Regions from separate parts of the Mus musculus genome. Here regions 1, 2 and 3 are each linked to region 4. The links are chromatin contacts, called in public Hi-C and HiChIP or PLAC-seq maps. All regions are on one chromosome and are shown on one strand. The core of a region is the stretch at or near the end of the contact, and the rest is flanking DNA. Distances in the headings are between cores, read along the strand shown. Region 1 holds the start of Nos1ap (nitric oxide synthase 1 (neuronal) adaptor protein). Region 2 has its middle 21 kb from the start of Olfml2b. Region 3 holds the start of Olfml2b (olfactomedin-like 2B). Region 4 holds the start of Uap1 (UDP-N-acetylglucosamine pyrophosphorylase 1).

What was found. Hi-C and Micro-C count contacts between places; a contact is called where the count stands out from the background. HiChIP or PLAC-seq counts read pairs in DNA pulled down with a chosen protein or histone mark.
Region 1: a Hi-C map of natural killer cells shows a contact between it and region 4, with 5 times the contacts expected there. The contact joins the promoter of Nos1ap here to the promoter of Uap1 in region 4. A contact is called at or near these places in 8 of 39 promoter capture datasets (cranial neural crest, embryonic stem cells, erythroid cells and 4 more), 4 of 484 Hi-C or Micro-C datasets (embryonic stem cells, natural killer cells and neutrophils), 9 of 115 datasets of contacts at active chromatin or transcription factors (embryonic stem cells, extraembryonic endoderm stem cells, microglia and 1 more) and 3 of 9 other capture datasets (adipose tissue, embryonic stem cells and pancreatic islet).
Region 2: a contact with region 4 is called in a Hi-C map of the G1E-ER4 cell line, with 3 times the contacts expected there. The contact joins the enhancer-like site here to the promoter of Uap1 in region 4. A contact is called at or near these places in 9 of 39 promoter capture datasets (3T3-L1-derived adipocytes, the C10 cell line, the HPC-7 cell line and 6 more), 1 of 15 datasets of contacts at CTCF or cohesin (pro-B cells), 2 of 484 Hi-C or Micro-C datasets (the G1E-ER4 cell line and embryonic stem cells), 15 of 115 datasets of contacts at active chromatin or transcription factors (bone marrow-derived macrophages, cardiomyocytes, differentiating embryonic stem cells and 7 more) and 2 of 9 other capture datasets (embryonic stem cells and pancreatic islet).
Region 3: an H3K4me3 HiChIP or PLAC-seq map of embryonic stem cells shows a contact between it and region 4, with 7 times the contacts expected there. The contact joins the promoter of Olfml2b here to the promoter of Uap1 in region 4. A contact is called at or near these places in 14 of 39 promoter capture datasets (the 3T3-L1 cell line, 3T3-L1-derived adipocytes, the C10 cell line and 9 more), 9 of 115 datasets of contacts at active chromatin or transcription factors (astrocytes, bone marrow-derived macrophages, embryonic stem cells and 4 more) and 3 of 9 other capture datasets (adipose tissue, embryonic stem cells and macrophages).

What each region holds. Positions count from the first base shown.
Region 1 is chr1:170,587,687-170,592,705 of GRCm38.p6, forward strand. It overlaps Nos1ap (nitric oxide synthase 1 (neuronal) adaptor protein), which reads right to left and starts at 2,163. Exons shown (of 10, transcript NM_001109985.2): 1 at 1,574-2,163. The coding sequence starts at 1,678.
Region 2 is chr1:170,620,632-170,625,696 of GRCm38.p6, forward strand. No RefSeq gene overlaps it. Among named protein-coding and RNA genes, the nearest start is that of Olfml2b, 21 kb to the right of the region's middle. Within about 2 kb of position 2,515, at least 45 of the 459 cell types and tissues checked have an H3K27ac peak or open chromatin away from gene starts, as enhancers often do. A contact at or near this core is called in the G1E-ER4 cell line and pro-B cells, where this site is marked.
Region 3 is chr1:170,641,069-170,646,540 of GRCm38.p6, forward strand. Olfml2b (olfactomedin-like 2B) reads left to right here and starts at 3,464. Exons shown (of 8, transcript NM_177068.4): 1 at 3,464-4,027. The coding sequence starts at 3,854.
Region 4 is chr1:170,172,114-170,177,677 of GRCm38.p6, forward strand. Uap1 (UDP-N-acetylglucosamine pyrophosphorylase 1) reads right to left here and starts at 2,851. Exons shown (of 11, transcript NM_001305045.1): 1 at 2,637-2,851.

The sequences.
Region 1 (5,019 bases), core at 913-3,412, 410 kb after region 4:
TCCAGGAGACTCCAGGGGGCTCCAGGGGACCTTCATTCACATGCACATAACCACACACACGGACACACAATTTAAAATAATAAAAATATATATTTTAATAGAACACTGTGATTAACCAAGCAAGACAATGCCAATTTCTTAGTGTATGCATAACCAAGAAAATTAAATCTTAACCATAATAAAAAACATTATACTTTTAAGAAACTGCTTACCAAATCCATAGGCCCTGACATACAGGAGCCCAAACACCCCATATCTTAGGCCAACCAGATCTATTCCGAGATAGAGACGTGAGATAGGATCTTGGCTGACAGATCCCCTTTACTCAGCAATCCAGCTCTGTATTCCGAGGGAGAGTTTGACATCAATAGGGTGAAGAGGTAACTCTAATTCTAGAAGATATGACTGAGAAAAGTTGGGGTTTGGGGGGGATATGAGTCACCAATTCATCCATCTGCATGAGAAAAGGGGAGGAACTGTAAAGATAAATGACCTCTGGGCATCTGACACTCCAATGATGTTTTGCAAACTAAAGGAAATTGACACCTGACGGCAGTCCTTGCACAACAGGCTAACCTGCGGGTCACTGCAGAAAAGAGAACGGAGCAAGTCTGCCTTTTGTCAAAAGTCTTGTTCTCAAAACCCAATCTATACAGAGCTCGCTTAAATTCCACTCAGTAACAAGCACACTGTGCATGCTGAGCATCCCTGCGCGTTTCTTTCCTTAAGTTATAGGTAGGACTGGGCATCAGTCACGAGCAGAAGCCTTTTCCACTGAAAAGCACCATTCCGGGAAACTCCACTGCAGTCTTAGAAGCCAGAACTCCTTACACAGAGAGGTGCCTCATGGTCAGGTCACCGGGTTGCCTGTCTTATACACAACCACTGGTCCAGCGAGGTTTCCACTCCACCCCTCCCCCAAGGGTGGCTTTGGCCTTGACCCTGCAAATTCCAGTCTGGGCTAAATTCTTCATCAGCAACTGCTGAGATTTAACAGTGCACCACAAAACTAGAAAACAGGTTTCACCCCACTACTACACCAATGACTGACACATGCTAAAGTGTCCAAAAGCAGACATTTGGGAAGTAACTTTTAACACCTACACTCAACTACTTGGAATGAGTGTGTGTGTGTGTGTGTGTGTGTGTGTGTGTGTGTGTGTGTGTGTGTGTGTGAAATATACACATATATATATAACTTTTTTAAAAACCGGTCAGGAAACAAGCATTCTCCTTTTAAAACACCTCCAAAAGCACCTCTCTCATGGGAGGCCAGCAGGTAAATAACACCAGCGCTTCCTTAAAGCTTTCTAAAGAGCCAGACATGCAGGCTGCGCTGCTCAGCCTTCTCCGGGAAGTAACTCAATCCAGCCTTGGCGGGCGAGGATGGGGTGTCTGCAGGTAGGAGACGGGGAAGAGGCAGTACACCTCAAACTTTGCAGGTGCTCATTTTTAGCTGTTCTGGGCAAGAGCTGAGAAAGGCCTAGCCCACCTGCTCTGAGTCCAGGACCGCTGGCACCCCATTCCCCCAGACCTGCCCTCTCAGGGCACTGCCCTCCCGGTGGCCCCTCACCTTGGCCTCAAAAGAGATGCCGTGCTGGAAGGCGTCCTCGTTGTGCAAAGGGATCCGTAGATCGTGCCCATCGTCCACAAGGTTGTACTTGGTTTTGCTGGGCATGGTGACCCGCGGCGGACCCGCTGCTCCAAGGGGGCGGCGGTGGCGGCGACGAGAAAGAGCTGGCGAGACCCTGTGCAGAGAACAGTGGGGCCGGGCGAGGCGGCGGCGAGGACCCGGGTCGTGAGGTGGGCAGCCTGGGTGCCAGGAGGTGGCAGGGGTGAACCGGGAGCCGAGCCTCCCGAGGGCCGAGCGGCAGGGGCGGCGCGGATGCGGCTGGCGCGAGCAGCTCGGTGGCCGCGCTCTGACTACGGGGAGGCGGCCAGGCGGCCGGGCAGGCGGGAGCGAGCGGCGCGGAGCCCCGGACCGGGACGCCGAGCGAAGGGCGCACGGCCAGAAGCGGGACTAGACCGGGAGTCCGATCCCGAGCTCGGCGCGCACGGCCCGGGACGAGGAAGAAAGGCAGCGGCGGCGGTGGTGGCGGTGGCGGCGGAGCAGGGTGCCTGTCACGGAGACGCCGGATCGGCTGCCAGCCCGCGGCTCCTCCTGCGGGGCGGGCCTGGACCGACTCCTCCCGCGCGCTAGAGCCCCGCCCGCCGCCGCCGGGTCCGCCCCGCGCCCCGCGCCCCGCGCGCGCCCAGCAGGTGAAAGTCCCCGCAGCGCTGAGCCGAGACCCGGGAACTTCGCCCTGGCCAGACCGCAGGAGCGTGGCGATCCAGGCGCAGTCCGCTTAACTAGTAGTGGCGAAACGGCATCGCCTTGCATGTGTGTGTTTGTTTTGGTTTTGTTTGGGGAGCCCGAGAGAAGCGGTGTTAATATTGGGTTTTGTTTTCCCAAGAAGGCCAGAGATCTATCCCAGATACCCTCGGTCTGGACAGCATTAATTCAGAGATCCCCGCTTCTCCTCAGAATCAAGGCGAAAACCAAATAAGAGGGCTGTCTCCAGTGCTTTTTGTCCCTTTGGGTGTGTGGCTTGCATTTGGGGGCTCAGCAGGGTTTCTTTGCGAAGAATTTAAATATATAAAAGTCGTCAGCCTCGTAGAACTGGAGTAGGCTGCACTAGGGACAAGAAATTGCAGAATGTTCTTATGTCATTTATTAAAGTTTTTTAACTGGCTGGTGATAAGAAAGAAAGGAGAAAAGAAATAGGAAGGAAAAGAAAAGAAAAGAAAAGAAAAGAAAAGAAAAGAAAAGAAAAGAAAAGAAAAGAAAAGAAAAGAAAAGAAAAGAAAAGAAAAGAAAAGAAAAGAAAAGAAAAGAAAAGAAAAGAAAAGAAAAGGAAGAAAGAGAACGTTTCCAGAATTCTGTGAGGCTTCTTATTGAAGCAAGAAGGAACGTGCCAAAGCAGGATTTGAGACCTGAGTGTGTAAACCTCATAGATACAGGGTTGTGTAACAGTTTCCTTTGAAATTGAAACATTCTGTCCAGCGTCCAGCAGGGAAGGTCTTTAAACTGGAAGGTAAACAACTCCAAGAAGTTTCAGGAAGTCCCTGAAACTGGCCAGATCCACCAGGCCCCTCCCTGCCAGAGTATAAACAAGAAAATCAGAGAGGCTCAAGTAACTTGAAGCTGAGCTGCAAAAGCAGTCTCTCGGAGGAGATAAACTGCAAAGACTCAGACCAGACCTAGAAGCAGCAGAAACCAGCTAAGCTGCCAGGAAGAGGTTTAGATCAGATCAGAGTCACTTGGAAAGGACACTCTCCAACCTGTTGAGCTGCCTGTGGGCTTCGAAGTGTACTCCAGGTCCCCAGCTTTTGTGCGCTGTCACCAATACTGGTCTGGGCCTTGATGATGCAGCTGTCTTTGAGACATTTCTGGTCCTGTAGGTAGCCTCTCACCCATTGTCCTGTAAGTAACTGCAGTAAAACCCATAACCAAGTGGAACTTTGGTGGTATCCGTACTTTGGTCTGCAGTGAGTTTCCTACTGGGATGAATAGATGTTTGCTGTCTTCCCAAGAAAGGTTTGTCACACAACATTCAGATACAGAGGTAGCTGTACTCTACCTCTTCATAGAGCTCCAGACACCCCAATAGCAGCTAGCCCAGCTAGTGTCAAAGCTGAGATCCCCGAGACAAAAATTAGCAACTTTTGTTGTATAAATCTGTTGTGACTGCTGATATTGTTAGAAGAGACTCTGCCAGCCCACGTATAACAAACATGGCTCTGGCTGGCTTTACCCTTCTTCATTCCCTCCACCTTGCTAAAAACATTAGCTTACATTCCTAACACTATCCATCAAGGTCTATTCCCTTATTTGGTCACTTTTTCCTCCTGATGCTGACTACCAAGGTCCAACTGTCAATCAATGTATTGAAGTCCAACAATCAAAAGCCCCCTTTGACTCAGCTAATTAACATGCCCAATCAAAATTAAAAACCTCATCCTTACACAGCATTTCCCCTTCTACCTTAATAAACCACATTTGCCTTTATGACACATCTGTCTCCTCTCTATCCAGAGGCAGTTCTTTTTCTCCCCAAAATAAGTACCCCTCCTTTTCCTCCCTCCCCTTCCCCATGGTTCCGTCCCCTTTCTCCTCATCCTCTATCCCCTGTCTTTGTCTCTTATCTCTTGTCCTTTGTCTCTCTGGGACAAATGGATCTCCTCTGTGTTAAGAACTTGGTCTGGGGGGTGTCCTACACCAATACTGATCCCTACGTTGCTAACTGAACAAGATCTAGACTCTCCTAGGAGACAACCCTCTGCGCAGGTCTGTGAGGGAAGCTCTACGCTGGGTGACTGAGATTGGAAGATGTACCCTAAAGGTGTATGGCACCATTCCAGAGGCTGGGGTCCAGAACTGACTAGCCTTCCCCTCTCTCTGCTTGCTGACTGTGAATGTGATGTGAGCGATTGCCACATGCTTCTGCCACTGCGTGTTCCCCGCCATGACAGACTATGCTGGGGTGGTGAAGCAAAATAACTCCCTCCTTCCTTAAGTCTCACTTTGTCACAGATGGATCACAACAACAAGAAAACTAAGGAGTGCATCTGTTTTGTTCCATTTTGGCTTGGTTTAGGTATGGGTTTATTATCCCAGCCCTGGGGATTAAATCTACCACTACCCTCTTTAGTTTTTGTTTGAAAGCGATCTCACTAAATTGTCCAAGCTTGCCTTGAACCTGCAATTTTCCTGCCTCATCCTCCTCAGTGACAGAGATTACAGTCCTGCATTACCAAGCCAGGCCCAGAATAACCCAGCCTTTAATGCTGTGAACACATCCATCAAGCCACTCATAGACCTTTCTTTGTTGCATAGGCTACCTTTGACATCTCCATGAACCACCCTCAAGGAAATGGTTCTGTGTCATCTTGGCGATAAATTTATGCAAGCGAATACATTCTTGCCCTGATGATCTTTCTTATCTTGTCTCCTAGGGTGAGAGTACAGCTGCCCTTGGC
Region 2 (5,065 bases), core at 1,265-3,764, 450 kb after region 4:
CCAAGGCATACCAGATTGCTGCTTTCCTTTGAAAGCCAAACAGAGAGGTAAGGCAGCCTTCCTTCCAGAACCTTGTGGTAGCTTGTCACAAAACCTTCAAACATGTTAGTCATTGCTCCCCACCCCCTCTCTTTGTGTGTGCGTGTTTGTGAGAGAGAGAGGGGGAGAGGGAGATGGAGAGGGAGAGGGAGAGGGAGAGGGGGAAGGGGGAGGGAGAGGGGGAGGGAGAGGGAGGGAGAGGGGGAGGGAGAGGGAGGGAGAGGGGGAGGGAGAGGGGGAGGGAGAGGGAGAGACAAAGAGACCCTGTCTTTCTCACTCTTGTCCTTGCCAGTACAGAATTTTAGATTGGAATACAGATTTTTATACCTTAAGTCATGTATTATATCATCTCCTAGCTTGTATTGTTTATTATCAGAAGCTGGAGGCAACTTGGTTGGGGGCTGAGGATGTAGCTCTGTAAATGTAACTTTTATTGGCCAGATATAACTGTCATCTTAGAGGCTTAGTGCTGAATAAACTTACCCTTTCTTGCTCTTTCTGAACTCTGGCTGGCTGATTCAGTTCAGCTGTTCTGGCTCAGAACTCCTCTCCAAGCTGACTGATTCAGACTGGCTTCTCTCAGCTTTCCCCTGAATTGCTCTGCTTGGAAAAACTGCCTCTGGATTCCACAAACTGAAATGTGCTGTCTGCACTGACTGCAGGAACTGAACAGAACTGCACAGTGCATTCAACCAAAGTGTACCAAACTGCACTGAACTGAACTCAACTGAACTGCACTCACCGGACTTCCCTCAATCCCTGACTAACTCTGTGCTGCTCTTAAGTAGCCTCTCTTTCCTGCCTGTTCTCGGGAGAGTTGGAAGAATCCAATCTCTGATTCATTCTGTCAAATCTCTCTCTGATTCAGCACTTTGTCTGTCCTTCAATTATATGTCACTTTCGAACATGGCTGCTTCCTTCTACAAACTAACCTTACCTACACTTTTTAGGATTAAAGGTGAGTATTAAGGGCATGTGGAATTAAAGGTGAGTGATGTGTCTGTATGGATCATACAGACCTAGAATGTCTTTGGATGCAATTCCTTGCCAGAGGAGCCATGTTGCTGGATTAAATTCCTCTACATATTTCAGTGAGTAGAGTGCTTGCCTAACACTTACAAACCCCTAGGCTGGATCCCCAGATAAAGCACTATTACAAAAGATAACATAGAATCAAGCACTATCATTTAGCTTATCACCAGGACTCTCACAATTGTAAGTGCTAATGTGAGTGTGAACCCTAAAACCACAGAAGCCTTACACACTTCAGAATATCTTACACATGACCTTTGGGATATTTTCAGAATGAAAATACTAAGATTAAAAATTCTGGTGAAATCAAATGCCAGCAAAATTTCCTTTTCTTTCAGCTCTTATGATTTTATTTTTTTGTCGTAGAGTCTCACTATGTAGCCCAGGCTAAGCTCAAGCTCATAGCAATCCTGCTGCCTCAACCTCCTGAATGCTGGGATTACAAGTGTGAGACACCATGAGCAGCAATTTGGATCTTTCAACCTTAAAGCAAGAAGGGTTTCATGCCTGTTAGTTTAGCAGTTGGGAGGTAGATTGGAAGTTCATGATCACCTTCAACCACAAAGAGAATTCAAGGCCAGCCTGGGACACATAAGACAGTATCTCAAAAACAAAAACAAAAACAACCCAACTTTGTATCGCTGCAGTGTCTTTTTTCTGGTTGTTACTTTCAAGATTTTCTGTTTACTATTCTCTGATGTAGTTATCACATTCTTTTGTCTGGTGTGCATATGTATGTGTTCCTCTGCTGGGACTTCATTCAGCATCTCAGATCATTAGTTTTATGGTTTTCATCCACATGGAGAATTTTCAGTTATCTGAGATACTTCTCCTCCACAGCATGTGGCTCCAGCTCAGGGTATGCTTGGCTCCTGGCTATTATCCTGGGGCTCGCAGTGTTTGGGAAAATTCATTGGTTATTTTGTTGCCCTTCCTGAACCCCAAGTTCTTCCTCTGACAGAGATTTTAGACAGTCTTTATTGCTGCATTTTTAAGTTTATTCGCCATTTTGTCTATAGTACCTAGAATGTTGCTTAGTTATTTCTTTTTCATTTTTAAATGTTGTTCATAAAAAAAAAAAGGAAGTTACCTGACTCCTGAGGGGAAGGAAAAAAAGTAGAATTATTATATCACTAGAGCCTAAAGAACAACATTTAAAAATGAAAAAAAAAATTACTAAGTTTCCATCTGTAAGAGAACAAAATTACATATATTTAAAGGCCTTATTTTTTCCCCTCTGGAGTCAGATAACTTTCATTTTTTAAAACAGAGGTAAGTATATTAATGGAGAGAGAGAGAGAGAGAGAGAGAGAGAGAGAGAGAGAGAGAGAGAGAGAGAGAGAGGACAGGCAGACAACACATGCACACATGCACGCATGCACTAAAAATAGCTGCCTGGTTAGATGGCTTGCGTCAGAAACACTCTCTTATCTTGCCAACGGCAACTGCCCTGTTTGGGAAATGGAGTTGTTATCGCTCTGACCCTGACTTCTTGTGTTGCTCAGACATACAGCTGAGTGTGACGTGAGCTGTTACATCTTCACTTTTACCCTGGATGTTGGAGCCACATTTAGAAGCTCAGACCAAAGCAATGACCTTCCTGGTGGTCCAGCCCCTTCTCACTCCCCACCTCAGTACTGGGGCATTGAACCTAGAGCCTTTTTAAGCATAGCATGTGCTGCCAATTCAGCCATATTCCAGCCCCTACACTAAAATTTTAAGGTTTCCTTCATTGTTAAATGCTACACTATCTACTTTTTTTTTTCTGATTACCTGATTTCATCTCTATTGACTGGCTTTGCGTTGTTTGTTTTTTACTTTTGAGACAAGGTCTTATTCTGTAGCTCAGGGTGGCCTCAAACTCCCAAGTTCTGGGATTAGAGGTTTGGCCACCACATCTCAGACTAATGCTCCTTTTGATGATGAATCATAGATATTCTCTCTCTCTCCCCCTCCCTCTTCCTCCACCCTCCTCTCTGTGTTTAGTAATATTTTTGTTAGATGTGGAACATTCAGAATACTACATTGTGAGAGTATGCCAATAGCTTCCTCTAGCAATAGTCTAAACTTTGCTTTGTTTTTGAGACAGGATCTTACTTTGTAGCCCCCACTGGCCTGAAACTCACTATGTAGACCAGGCTGGCCTTGAACTCACAGAGATCTGCCTGACTCTGCCTCCCAAGTGCTTGCATGAAAGAACTGCATCACCTTAATTATCCTTTCCAGGGTAGCTAAATTCTTTGTATATCAGCTCAATCTGCTTGAGGCTGTTTTATTTAGCTTTTTATGGTGACCATTAAGACAGTTTCCCTCAGGGGCAGCATTTCTTGTCTCTCTCACCACCAGCCAATTATGACATCAACCAGTGTCCCGTAATTTACTCAGAGTTTGCATACAAATCTAGTTCAAGGCCTTTAGTTCTATAATCTTTTTTTGTTGTTTTGTTTTTGTTTTTTCCTAAATTTTTTTATTATTTAAATGCATTTTATACATCAATCATATTAATAATATTGAGTATTTTGAGAATCAAGTAATACATAAAAGATTTGTTCAACTTTTATATTCATATCCTTTCATACCCTAAAAATATCATTAATGAACATTTAACACTCTCCATAACTGAGGATCCTATATCTAATGTTGAAAACATTATCTAATTTGTTTCAAAACATACAAAATATTCCTTGGGAATTTAACATAGTAAAAGAGCATAAAATATTAAAAATGAAACATTAAGAAATATATTCAAAAGCCCTTATATGATACCACCTGACATAGTGAGCGAGTGTTTAAAACACATTATATACCTGTGTACATTGTCTAATAATCAGTTTACTTAAAAAAGATTATCAGTGTTTCTAGGAGAGAAATTATTTTATCAGTAAGTATATTTTAAAATTTCAAAATAGCAAAAACTCTTTGAAGTTAAACATTAAGAAAATGCTAATTTCAAGCACAGTGACAAAAATTATCAATAATATTTCCATGATGTTTGTAGAACATGATTTCAATATTTTCAACTGTTAATATTCAACAAACAGAATAATTATTTTAACATATATTTCTTTTTCATTTCTGATTTTATTAATTTGATTTAATTAATTTTCTGTCTCTGAGCCCTCTGGTTAGTCTGGCTAAGGGTTTATCTATCTTGTTGATTTTCTCAAAGAACCAGCTCCTGGTTTTATAGATTCTTTGTATAGTTCTTTTTGTTTCTACTTGGTTGATTTCAGCCCTGAGTTTGATTATTTCCTGCCTTCTACTCTTCTTGGGTGTATTTGCTTCTTTTTGTTCTAGAGCTTTCAGATGTGCTGTCAAGCTGCTAGTGTATGCTCTCTCCAGTTTCTTTTTGGAGGCACTCAGAGCTATGAGTTTTCCTCTTACCACTGCTTTCATTGTGTCCCATAAGTTTTGGTATGATGTATCTTCGTTTTCATTAAATTCTAAAAAGCCTTTAATTTATTTCTTTATTTCTTCCTTGACCAAGTTGTCATTGAGTAAGAGCGTTGTTAAGCTTCCATGTGTATGTGTGCTTTCCACTGTTTTTGTTGGTATTTAAGAACTACCTTAGTCCAAGGTGATCTGATAGGGTGCATGGGATTATTTCAATCTTCTTGTATCTGTTAAGGCCTGTTTTGTGACCGATTATATGGTCAATTTAATACCATGAAGAAGGTACCATGAGGTGCTGAGAAGAAGGTATATTCTTTTGCTTTAGAATGGAATTTCTATATATATCTGCTAGATCCATTTAGTTCATAACTTCCATTAGTTTTACTGTGTGTCTCTGTTTAGTTTCTGTTTCCATGCTCTGTCCATTGCTGAGAGTGGGGGTAGAAGTCTCTCACTATTATTGTATGGGATGCAATGTGTGCTTTAAGCTCTAGTAAATTTCTTTTATGAATGTGGGTGCCCTTGCATTTGGAGCTTAGATGTTCAGAATTGAGAGTTCATCTTGGTAGACTTTTCCTTTGACCAGTATGAAGTGACCTTC
Region 3 (5,472 bases), core at 2,214-4,713, 470 kb after region 4:
GGTAACATCAGATATCTTGACTTTCCCAATGCTCTCTCATCAGGAATCTGATACATCTTCCAGAAACTCATTGCAAATTTGTTTTTCTATTGGTTACCTGTAGCTGAAGAGGAAACAAAGAAATTGAGTATTTGGCTATGGGTAGTCAAATCAAGCTTAAATCAGTTATGATTAGACCAACATACCAATACATAGAGTACATAATGAAAAGAATTTGGCTCTTTGACTGAGCAGCTTAATAGCTGACTTCTATTGTTGTTGGGGTGGGGGTGGGGGAACATATATTTGATGAGGTTGTTGCTAGTAGGAGTCTTTGGTGTTCCAGTCAAATGCACCCTGGTGGATACAAAGATGCTGTTGATGAAGTTAATGGATACTACATCCAGTTGGACTGCTTGTAGCTCCCATTCACTCAAACACTATTCACAGAGTGGCTACTGTACTTGTGGTGGTTTGAATGAGAATGCTTCCCCCCCCCCCCACTACCACCATGAGCTCAAGTATTGAAATGCCTGGTCCAAAGTTGGTGGAACTGTTTGGGAAGGATTAGAAGGTGTGGCCTTATTGGAGAAGGTGGCATGTCATTAGGAGTGGGTTTGGAGGTTTCAAAAGCCTATGCCAGGTCCAGTTTCTCTCTCTGCCTGCAGACCAGGATGTAAGCTCTTAGCTGCTGCTCCAGCACCAGGCCTGCTATGCTCCCTTCTGTGATGGTCATGGACTCTACTGCCCTCTGGAATGGTGAGTCCCAGTTAAATGCTTTCTTTTATAAGTTTCCTTGATCATGGAGTTTTGTCACGGCAATAGGAAAGTAACTAAAGTAGCGCTCTAGGCTCTAAGGGAACTCTGACGATGTGGCAGTGAACAAAATCAGCCACAGTCCCAGCCATGTGACAGAGGGCAAGACCGGTATGACAGATATAAATCCCCAACAACCAGTCCTGGAGGAGCACACCACAGAGGAATCACCCAGGAGCTGGAGTCAGGGAAGGCTTTCTTGACAGATAATTACAACCTGAGATGGGAATATGAGTATTAAAGCTGCTGTCTGCCCAGAAATGCATCCAGCTCTTCCCTGCATCTCGATCTATCTACTACCTGTCGAAACTTCCTCACTGCGGTAGTTATCTTCAGTCCTACTCCCCATGATGCTTACTGGCCTTCTACTAGACATGACCATCACTTGCTTCTTTAGGCTATGCTGCGTTTGTCCTATGCTGCTTTGGGGCAGGGGAGTCCCCATGCTCCTTTGTAGCACTTCCCTGTTCATGTTCCCCTATTGCAAGGGCATCTTATCTTCTCTTTGAAACACCTAGCTGCCTAACCATCACTTTTGGCTTAGACAGCCCTCAGCATTTTTTAAAAAAGATTTATTTATTTATTGTATGTGAGTACATTGTTGCTGTCTTCAGACACAACAGCAGAGGGCATTGGATCTCATACAGATGGTCGTGAGCCACCATGTGGTTGCTGAGAATTGAGCTCAGGACCTCTGGAAGAGCAGTCAGTGCTCTTAATTGCTGAGGCATCTCTCCAGCCCCTCAACATTTTTGTAAACTACATATATAGTATTACTACATATATAGTATTACTACATATATAGTATTACTACATATATAGTATTACTACATATATAGTATTACTACATATATAGTATTACTACATATATAGTATTACTACATATATAGTATTACTACATATATAGTATTACTACATATATAGTATTACTACATATATAGTATTACTACATATATAGTATTAACCACCACCTCCCCACTTAGTTTCATACAAGATTTGATAGTGTTCGTAGAAAGGTATATGTGTAGCATTCCTGCATCTAGAGACTTGGATTTCTCTCCACAAACTTTTCTCTTTTTAAGAAAATAGTAATTATTGTTATTATTAGGTTCAAGGGAGTGGCTCGGTGTCAGAAAGCTTGTCTAGGATCCTGGAGTCTCTGAGTTGTATCCCTATCAAGAAATGATAATATTAGTAATACTAAATGGTAACATTACACTTCTATCAACTATCATATCTAAGCTGGAGTCTGCTTTTGCTTGATTTATTACTTTCATTATCCCAACCTCTTTGCTTAGCATTAGGAACAAAGTATTCAGATTTCTCTAGGGGGTAGAATATCTTTTAGGTCTTTGCATTTGAAGGGATTGATATGCATCCAGCACAAGACATCCCAAGACCAAGTTCTCAGCCCAAAGGAGATTTATTTGCCCCCAAGGAACAAAGGGCAGGGAATACAAGTCAGGTGATAGAGAATGAAGGAGAAGGGGAAAGGAACACTGCCTCTGGATAGAGAGGAGGCAGATGTGGCACATAGGCAAATGACAGTTTATAAAGGTAAAGGGGAAGTCCCCTGTTTAGATGAGGGGTTTATTTTTGATTGTACAGATTAATTAGGGCAGCCAAAGGGAGGGGCCCTTAATAGCCTCAGGGGGCAGGAGTCGGCCAAAAGGGGGACTAGATCTTGGTGGCTGGCTTTAGGAATGTAATGGAACGGTTTTTAACAAGGAAGATGGGCTAGGAGAAGGCAAGGCCTGCCAGAGCCATGCCTGCCATGCTCAGCTCTGCTAGAGCCCCTCAGAATCGACCTGACTCTGCTGAGTATTTCAGAGTGGCAATTGTCCCAGAAGACTTAATGCTCTTTCCAAAAGTGACACATTGTTAATCTTCATAGTAGGCATATTCAGGGTCACTAATTAAAGAGCCCAAAAGAGGACCGCACCATTACATGTATATACCCTTTAGAGATTATCTGGCCAGATAGAGAGGCCTGTCCATTTGTCCCAAACCACGGAGACTGCAAGAGACATTCCCTGTGGTAGGCGTTTGATTCTGGGAAGTCACTAGGACAAACAGAACAGCAGAGACAGCAGAGACCTGTAGCCACTCTCCATATTTTAAAAATGTATCCAACTCCCTCCACATTCTGTCAGAGGTTCAAGATGCATCCTCTGGGTGGGGGTATTATCAGGTTCTAGGGTTGTAGCAGACATGAAGATTACAATTGTTCGTAAGTTCAAAGCTTCCCGTACTCCAGATGGAGTCAAGTTCCGGAAAACAAAACAAAACAAAACAAAAACCAACAACAATAAAACACTTCAAGAGAAGAGGTCGTGTTTCTCCGCTGTCCCGGTTGCAGTCCAGGGAGCAAGTCAGGGCTCCCCCGGAGCTCGGGCGTGAAGAAAACTCGAGAAAAGGCACACGGAGTCCCTCTCGGATGACCATTTACAATCAGATGCAAGGCCAGCAGCGCCCTTCCCACGCCAGCCGGCGCCCGCTTAAGCGCAGTGGCTGAACCCTAGAGGAGGCGGGGTCCCCGGGCGCAGCGCCCAAGTCTGTGCGCTTCCCGGTCCTCCTCCTCCGGGCCGTCACTGGCTGCATCTTTCTGCCCGGCACAATAGAGGCTCCGCCCTCCCTCCGCGCCAGCCCCGCGGCGCCCTGGGCCAGCAGCCCTCCCTTGCCTCCTGCGCTGTGGCCACTGTCCATCTTGCGCCCAGTCTCCGGGTGTCCCGAGTTTCCCGGCGCTAGCCTTCCACCTGAGCTCACGCTGCTGCGGCTTGCCCTCGTCGAGCCGGCGCCCTCCTCTGCTCCCTCAGTCACCTCTTTCTTGTGTCCTCTCTGCACAGTCTAAGCTGCTGGGGTCTGGGAGGAGATGTTCAGGGTCTCTGGGGAGCACAGTCCTGCTCCACTCAGCCACACCCAGCTTTAGACGTTAGACGGTTCTCTGAACATCTACTCTTCCGGACTCCAGTGAAGCCGCCTTCCAGCCTGTCTTTGCTGAGACCTCCGACCCAAGGTGGTCTCTGTAGGGACTAAAGTCCCTACTGTCGCATCTCTCATGGCCTATCCCCTGCCATTGGTTCTCTGCTTTGCTCTGGTGGTGGCACAGGTCTGGGGGTCCACTACACCTCCCACAGGGACAAGCGAGCCCCCTGATGTGCAAACAGTGGAGCCCACGGAAGATGACATTCTGCAAAACGAGGCGGACAACCAGGAGAACGTTTTATCTCAGGTAGGATGAGGAATCGCGTGCCCACCCCTCTTGCCTTGGGGGACCTCAAGGACCTGAGGCTGGTCCTGGATGAAAGATTTATGAGCAGCTGTTTTTCTCTGTATTTTTAGTGAAGTGGATGTTCACTTTTAGTTTATCACACTATATTGCTCGTTTGGTGTTGGACAGGCTTTCTCGTAGACCAGGCTGGCTTCCAGCTCACTTTATAGCTGAGGCTAGTCTTGAACTTCTGGTCCCTCTTACCTGCACTAAGAGTGGAGATTCTACAGCCCTGACTTTAGTTTTGTTGGGTTGTGTTAAAGTACTGTGTTAAAAAGTAAGGGCATGGGTCACAACTGTGGAGTGTTTCAGGCTTACCAAGTCAGGAGAAAGGAGAGGAAAGGAAAATACCACTGAGAAGAAAGGGGTGTGTGTGTGTGTGTGTGTGTGTGTGTGTGTGTGTGTGTGTGTGTGTGTGTGTGTGTGTGATGTAATGGTTGTGAAAAGTCCCTCTTGCCTATGAGACTGCCTGTCAGAATTGGAATGTGTAAACAGGAGGACAAGTTGGAAAGGAGGCAGATGGGATAGGTATAAGCCATGGGAGGTGGTTTATGGCTTCAGAGGAGACACTCGGACAGAAGCACTTGGTGAAGACAGAGTGTGTGATGTGCTACATGTGTGATGCTTATGAGGGGGACTCCAAAACAGAGGGATTTATGTTAAGACCTGGTGTACCTGGAGTGGAGTGTCAGTGCCGAGCCACACAGTTGTGGCTGATTCCCAGAGGGGGCCAAGCGACCCAGGATGGTGATTCGTGCTGTAGTGTGTCCGTTTATGAACTAACTCAGTCCTCAGAACACCCTGATTACCAGCCCTCTCAGAGATGAAGAGCAGAAGCTAAAAGGGAAAGAGGGAGAGCCTGGCTTCCAGCATGCTCCAGCCTGCTTCTCAGGACTGTAAGGGACGCTTCTCACACTTATGTGGCACTCCTGCTTTCCAAAGCTGGCATGCTGGTGTACAGTGGGCGTCTCCTTGGTCCTTGGGATGGATACTGTCCGAGGAAGGATGCTGAGTGCGTTGCCTGTACCTCCTCCAGGCCCTCAGTCTGGGTCTTCTCTCTCCGTAGAGAGAGCTGTCAGCCCTACTTTGGGGTTGATCAAACGCTGGTTTCTTCTTTTAATAATTATGCTAACATATGCCCTATGCCCACCCATAACCTCATACTGACCCTTAAATCGAAAAGACTTCAAATCCCTCCCACTGGGACTCTGGAAAACCATAAACAAAAGCTTGCCTGAAACCGGAGCCCCCTGAAGGGAAGGAACCCACCCATCCAGGGTTCTCTAAGGAGGACTGCGTAGGAATCTAGGCAGTTTCAGAAAGGAGACGGGAACGATTTACTATCAACGTGGGGAGACTGGCTGCTTACGTCACCCCAAGCTACCTACACCTCCTGCTTCCACTGG
Region 4 (5,564 bases), core at 1,601-4,100:
ATCAATCACGGTCGAAATGAACTCCTCCAACCAGAGGGGGACCCAAAGGTGAGGGAGCCAGGACTCCGAGCTTGGACACTTTCTAGGCTGTTACAAGGTATTTCAGCTGGGTGGTGCTGATGCTTGCCTTTAATCCCAGCACTCAGGAGGCAAAGACAGACACATCTCTGAGTTCAATGCCAGCCTGATCTACAGAGAGAGTTCCAGGACAGCCAGGGCTACACAGAGAAACCGTCTCAAAAAACCAAAAGAAAAAAAAAAATTCAGTTGACATCTAGGTTTCAAGAGTTATATCACTTTTTTTTTTCTTTTTTCTTTTTTTTTTTTTTTTTTTGGTTTTTCGAGGCAGGGTTTCTCTTTATAGCCCTAGCTGTCCTGGAGCTCACTTTGTAGACCAAGCTGGCCTCGAACTCAGAAATCCACCTGCCTCTGCCTCCCGAGTGCTGGGATTAAAGGCTTGTTATATCACTTTTTAAAAAAGCATTTAATAAGAACATGTACAAAATTCTCAAAAAATAAGACAGTAGGGAGAGGTAGATTTGTATTATTTTCCAAGGAATGATTCCCGGGGTCTCATGTTCAGCACTGTTTTTGTGAGCACTGGAGGAAGCATGTTGTAGTCAGATCACTAGGGACACATGCAACCAAAGAAGTCCCCCTAGTTTGTGGTTCCTTGCTCCAGTTGTCCCCTGCCCATCATTTGACACTGTGCAAATAATTTCACTTCCCTGGTGTATGTATTTCCTCATGAAGACGACCCGGCCTTTTTCATATATCCTGAAGATTAAAAAGCAAAGAGGCCTCTTCTACTAAAAGTACACGCACACATACTATGGTAAATATTAGGTAGAACTGTTCCTTTAAAAGTCATTCAAAGCTGGGCAGAGGAGGCTCACTCCGCTAATCCCAGCACTGAAGAGGTAGACAAATCTCTGTGAGTTCCCGGCCAGGGTGGTCTGGGCAGAGGCAGAGGCTGAGGCTGGTGGATCTCTGAGTTTGAGGCCTGATTGATCTACAGAATGAGTTTTAGGGCAGCCAGAGCTACACAGAGAAACCCTGTCTCAGAAAAAGGAGAAAGAGAGAGAGAGCGCAACCTAGCTAGCTAGCTCATTCAGTAAGTACTGGGTAGTACTTTGGGTGCTTGGAGAAAAACATACTCATGCAAATAAAACAACTCATTGTAAACTTTGATATCTGGTCCCAGAACACCAGCAATCCACAAATCTTATTACCAAAATCAAATCTGTCCATTTATGTGTTGTGTAACATTCATAATAAATACGGTTATATTTACCTGACACAGCGATAACCATAGTACTGCATCTCCTACTCATTTTTCTTGAGAGCTGTGTGTGTGTAACTAAATTCAAATGGTATACAGCAATAGAGAAGAGAATTAAAAAGACGTGGATTTTTATACTAAGAACAAAAGTCTGCACTAGAAATTATGACTAAATTTGGTGTGTGCCTACAACCTAACACACCTGGATCAACATACCCAACAAACCATTATCAAACATGCCTTTATTAGAATTTAAATGCCACATTAAGGACGTCCAGTATTTCCCAATTCCACCCCCACCTCTGCTGCTATATGTCCTCAGGGTGGGTTAGTAAATCGCTTTGGGGGGTGGGGGTGGGGTGGGGGGGACACATGGAGCCAGGCAGTGGCGGTACATATCTTTAAGGTAAATGGATCTCTGAATTCTGGGCCAGCCAGGTCTACAGAGTGAGTTCCAACAACCAAAGCTACACAGAGAAACCCTGTCTCGGAAACAAACAAACAAACAAACGAAACAGGAAAAAAGAGGGGAGGGGAGGGGCTGGGGTGGGGGTGGGGAGGAATGGTACTGAGACTGACTTGAGTCCTAACCACTAACTAACAGGACAGACTATGAAGTCTTTTCCCTCAGCCAAGTGAGTCAACTAATAACGAAATGGATAAATGCTTTTGGTTTGCTGCAAACTCTTGGATCCAAGCCCAGTGAACTTCACCTCCAAGTCCTTAAACTTGTGCCTCTCATAAATGCATGATCATTACCATCGGATATCAGATCTCATAGTATGCCGATGAAGGCCAGTCAGCCTTCACACCAAACTTTTAAAAAATCTTCTAGAGCATATGTGTGCTCTCAGCCTCACCGTTCCTCCAGTCCAACTGAGGGGAAAACCCTGAAATCTGAACCTCTCTCACTATCAGTATCAAGCGAAGGCAAGCGGGTCCTGTGCTAGTCACATCCCCCATTGGGATCCACTGTCCTGGTCGGAACTATCAATTCTTACCCTCGTGGGTTCAAAACACCCCAACGCGCTTTCCCAACAGTAACAGCGATCACTTATTCCCACCGGTGAACCCCAGAAGTGGCACAACTATGCCCGGGCCCTAGCCTGAAACCCTCCTGGCTCCTCTTCCCCCAACTCAAAAACAGCGCTGACAAGCGCCGGGAACTCCATCATCACCCAAGCCTCCTCCCTCAGGTCTCCCCCAAGACCCTCCGCGCGCGCATCCCCGCCCCGCCGCGACACAGCCCACGCCTCTCCGGAGCTCCGAGCAGCGGACGCCGAGCAAGGTGCGGCAACGCGTAGCCGGGTCCCCGCGCTAGGCATGGGAGCGCGCGCGTGAAGGGGGTCCCTACCTCCCTCGACAATCCCGCGGCTCCTTCGGCTCGGCTACTCGCCCGTGTCCCGCGCCCGCCTGGAATATATACTGTCATCCGAGGGGCCGGGGCGGCGGGGCGGGCCACGAGCAGCGGCCGAGGGGAGCGCGGGCCCCGGCCACCCGGCCCCTCCCGCCGCGGTGAGTGGCTGCGGCCCAGGGGCGGAGCGGAAGCCTGCCGGCCCGACACGTCAGCGACCGAGAACAGCCAAAGGGGCGGGCACCGGCGACAGGAAGGAGGAGCCTCTTTACGTCACTCAGACTCTTGCCCAATAGGATGGCCAAGGATCCTGTCAGTCTGTGGTACCGCCCCCCACGCACTAGCAGGGGCGGGGCCGGCTACGCGCGCGGCTTCGCGGGGAGGTGAGGCCAGGCGCCACCTTAAGGACAAACTGCAGGGCGGGTCCTCTCGGTCACCCGGGGCGGATCAGAGCGCCTGGTAGGGAGCGCGGCGCTGGCAGTGAGTCTTCAAGTGACGGATTTCCGAACGCCCACGGGTGTGGTTGGGAAAGACCCGCCGGTTTCTAGGCAGAGATCCCTCCAAGGCAGGCCTGTGACCTTAAGCTAGCTGATTTTGTCTCTAATTCTCCACATACCTGTTTGCCAGTGACCCGGGCTTCCTCTGCCATTGTCTTCGGAGTCTCTTGGGTGTCGACACAGCCGGGTTGCCTTTTGCACAGCGACTAGTGAACGAAATGCAATCAAAAGGGATTAGATGACCCGAGGCCATGCAAAATGTGCCAGTCAGGGAGAACCGGCCCAGAGAGCAAGAACTTAGCTAGGAGAGGAGAGCTAAAATTCAACTGTCCTGTTACAGCATAGGCAGCAGATGTGCATGTGCAGGCTATAATCTCAGTGTTATGAAGTTGCATTTATATTTAGAGCTATTATGTTGGGTTTTTGCAGGTTTTGAAACGAGAGTCCAATTTGTTGAGATGTCAAAAGCAACTAAATTTAACATATCAGGATGTTTTCCATCAGGTGGATAGGCTTCCTCATTTTACATTTTCAGTGTTTTCTTAGTCATTCTTGCGTATTCATTTTTAATCCAGACTTTACTATCAATTTATGTCATTTAGAAATATCATTTAACAAGGGGTATCATTTGTAAATAAAAACGTAGTTGCCCATCTGTTAAGGCACCTTTGTGGCTTTGAGAGATTAGATGGATAAACAGCTTGGTGGAACAGGATCAAGGAAGGACATGATATATTATTAGCAGTATTTGCTTGGCCTTAGCCTTGCATGCTCTCTGGAATCCTGTCAGAACGCCACGTCGCCTGAGAAGCTGTAAATGGCACCCACAGTGCTGTTGATAGTGGTAGGTGTGCCTTCCTGGAGCAAGACTAACAACACGGGTGTGTTCTCTAGTTTTCATACTTCCAGCTTGGAAAGTACCGAGTCTTAAGTGAAGAATTCAGAGCCTGCCCACAATGGGGTTGCCCAGAATCTCTTGACCTTCTTTATGTGTGCAAGTCCCTGGGGTAGAAGCATTCTCTTAGAAAGAAATTGGCGGCTACAGCAGTCAATAAAGAGCATATTGTCCAAAACGTATTTATTTATTGAGTTATTCTACAGTAGAACTTACAATAGACTCTACAGGGGAATCAAGAGTCTATTTCTTCAAGGGATTCCAATACAATGAGAGAGGCAGGGGAGAGACGTGCTCCTTCTTCCTAAGGGACGGCCGTGAGTGCAGCAGCAAAGGCTCAGATGAGCATTAGAGCTCAGAGAAAGCAGAGGCCTTAGCTTCAGAAAGGAGTGAGGGACCACCCAACACTTCTGAAGGCTGCCCTTTAGTTCTCTGCCTCCAAGGCTTTTGTTTTATATATATATATATATATATATACACACACACACACACACACACACTTGGAAATTTGAAGTGCCAAAAGGGAGTACCTGCCAAAAGGTACAGATTCTTAGTGGTGTGAGCTCAACTCAGTTTAAAAAAATAAATGGGTAACAGTTTTGTCTATTAGCTGGATAGGTGGACGGGTGAATGGGCGGACAGATACTTAGATGGGTATTATGAGACCTGGAAAGAAATGATCACCAACACTGAGAAATACACAAAACACAACAGCACAAGGACACGGTACAGTTGACAGAGGGAAAGGGAAAGGACAGAGTACTCGTGTACAGTAGTCGATGAGGAGTATTAGCTGAAAACAGATCTGGGGAAAATGAAAGGAGAAGCAGAAGAGTCACATGATGTGATAAAGCTACGGATAAGGCTGGGGATACAGCTCAATGATAAGAATAGTCACGTGTGCTAAAGCTACAGATAAGGCTGGCTATGCAGCTCAAAGATAAGAGCACTTGCTTAGGATATATAAGCTCAACCCCCAGAAACACACAGACAAAAAACGTTATATCAGAGTATGAGATGCTTTCTTTTTATCATAATATGTATTATACATATTAATGAGTTTCACTGGATTTCCATATATATGTATATATATATGTATGTGTGTATATGTGTGTGTATGTATGTATACATATATGTATATATGTATGTGTGTATGTATATATATGAATGAAACAGTAATCACCCTTCTCTACTCCCTTTTGAGAAAAGATGCTTTAAATGAGCCATTATTGTGAGATAATTTAAAATTTGAAAATATCATATATTAATAATAGGTTCTATGGTTTTAGGTAGATATATTTGGCTAAGTTATAAATTATTTTAACTTTGTGAAATACATTACTTACTTAACAGCTTGGCTTGACTGGTTTTTCTGAGTGACTTGTCAGACCTGTGCCAGTCTGCCCACGTTGCTTGTTTCTCAGAATCCGTTATAACCCACCTAGATTTTTTTTTTTTTTTTTGAAAAGTGTGTGGGTCCTTGGGGCTGCCACACCAAAAGGTTCTGTCCTGAACATGATGGCCTCAGTTGGTTCA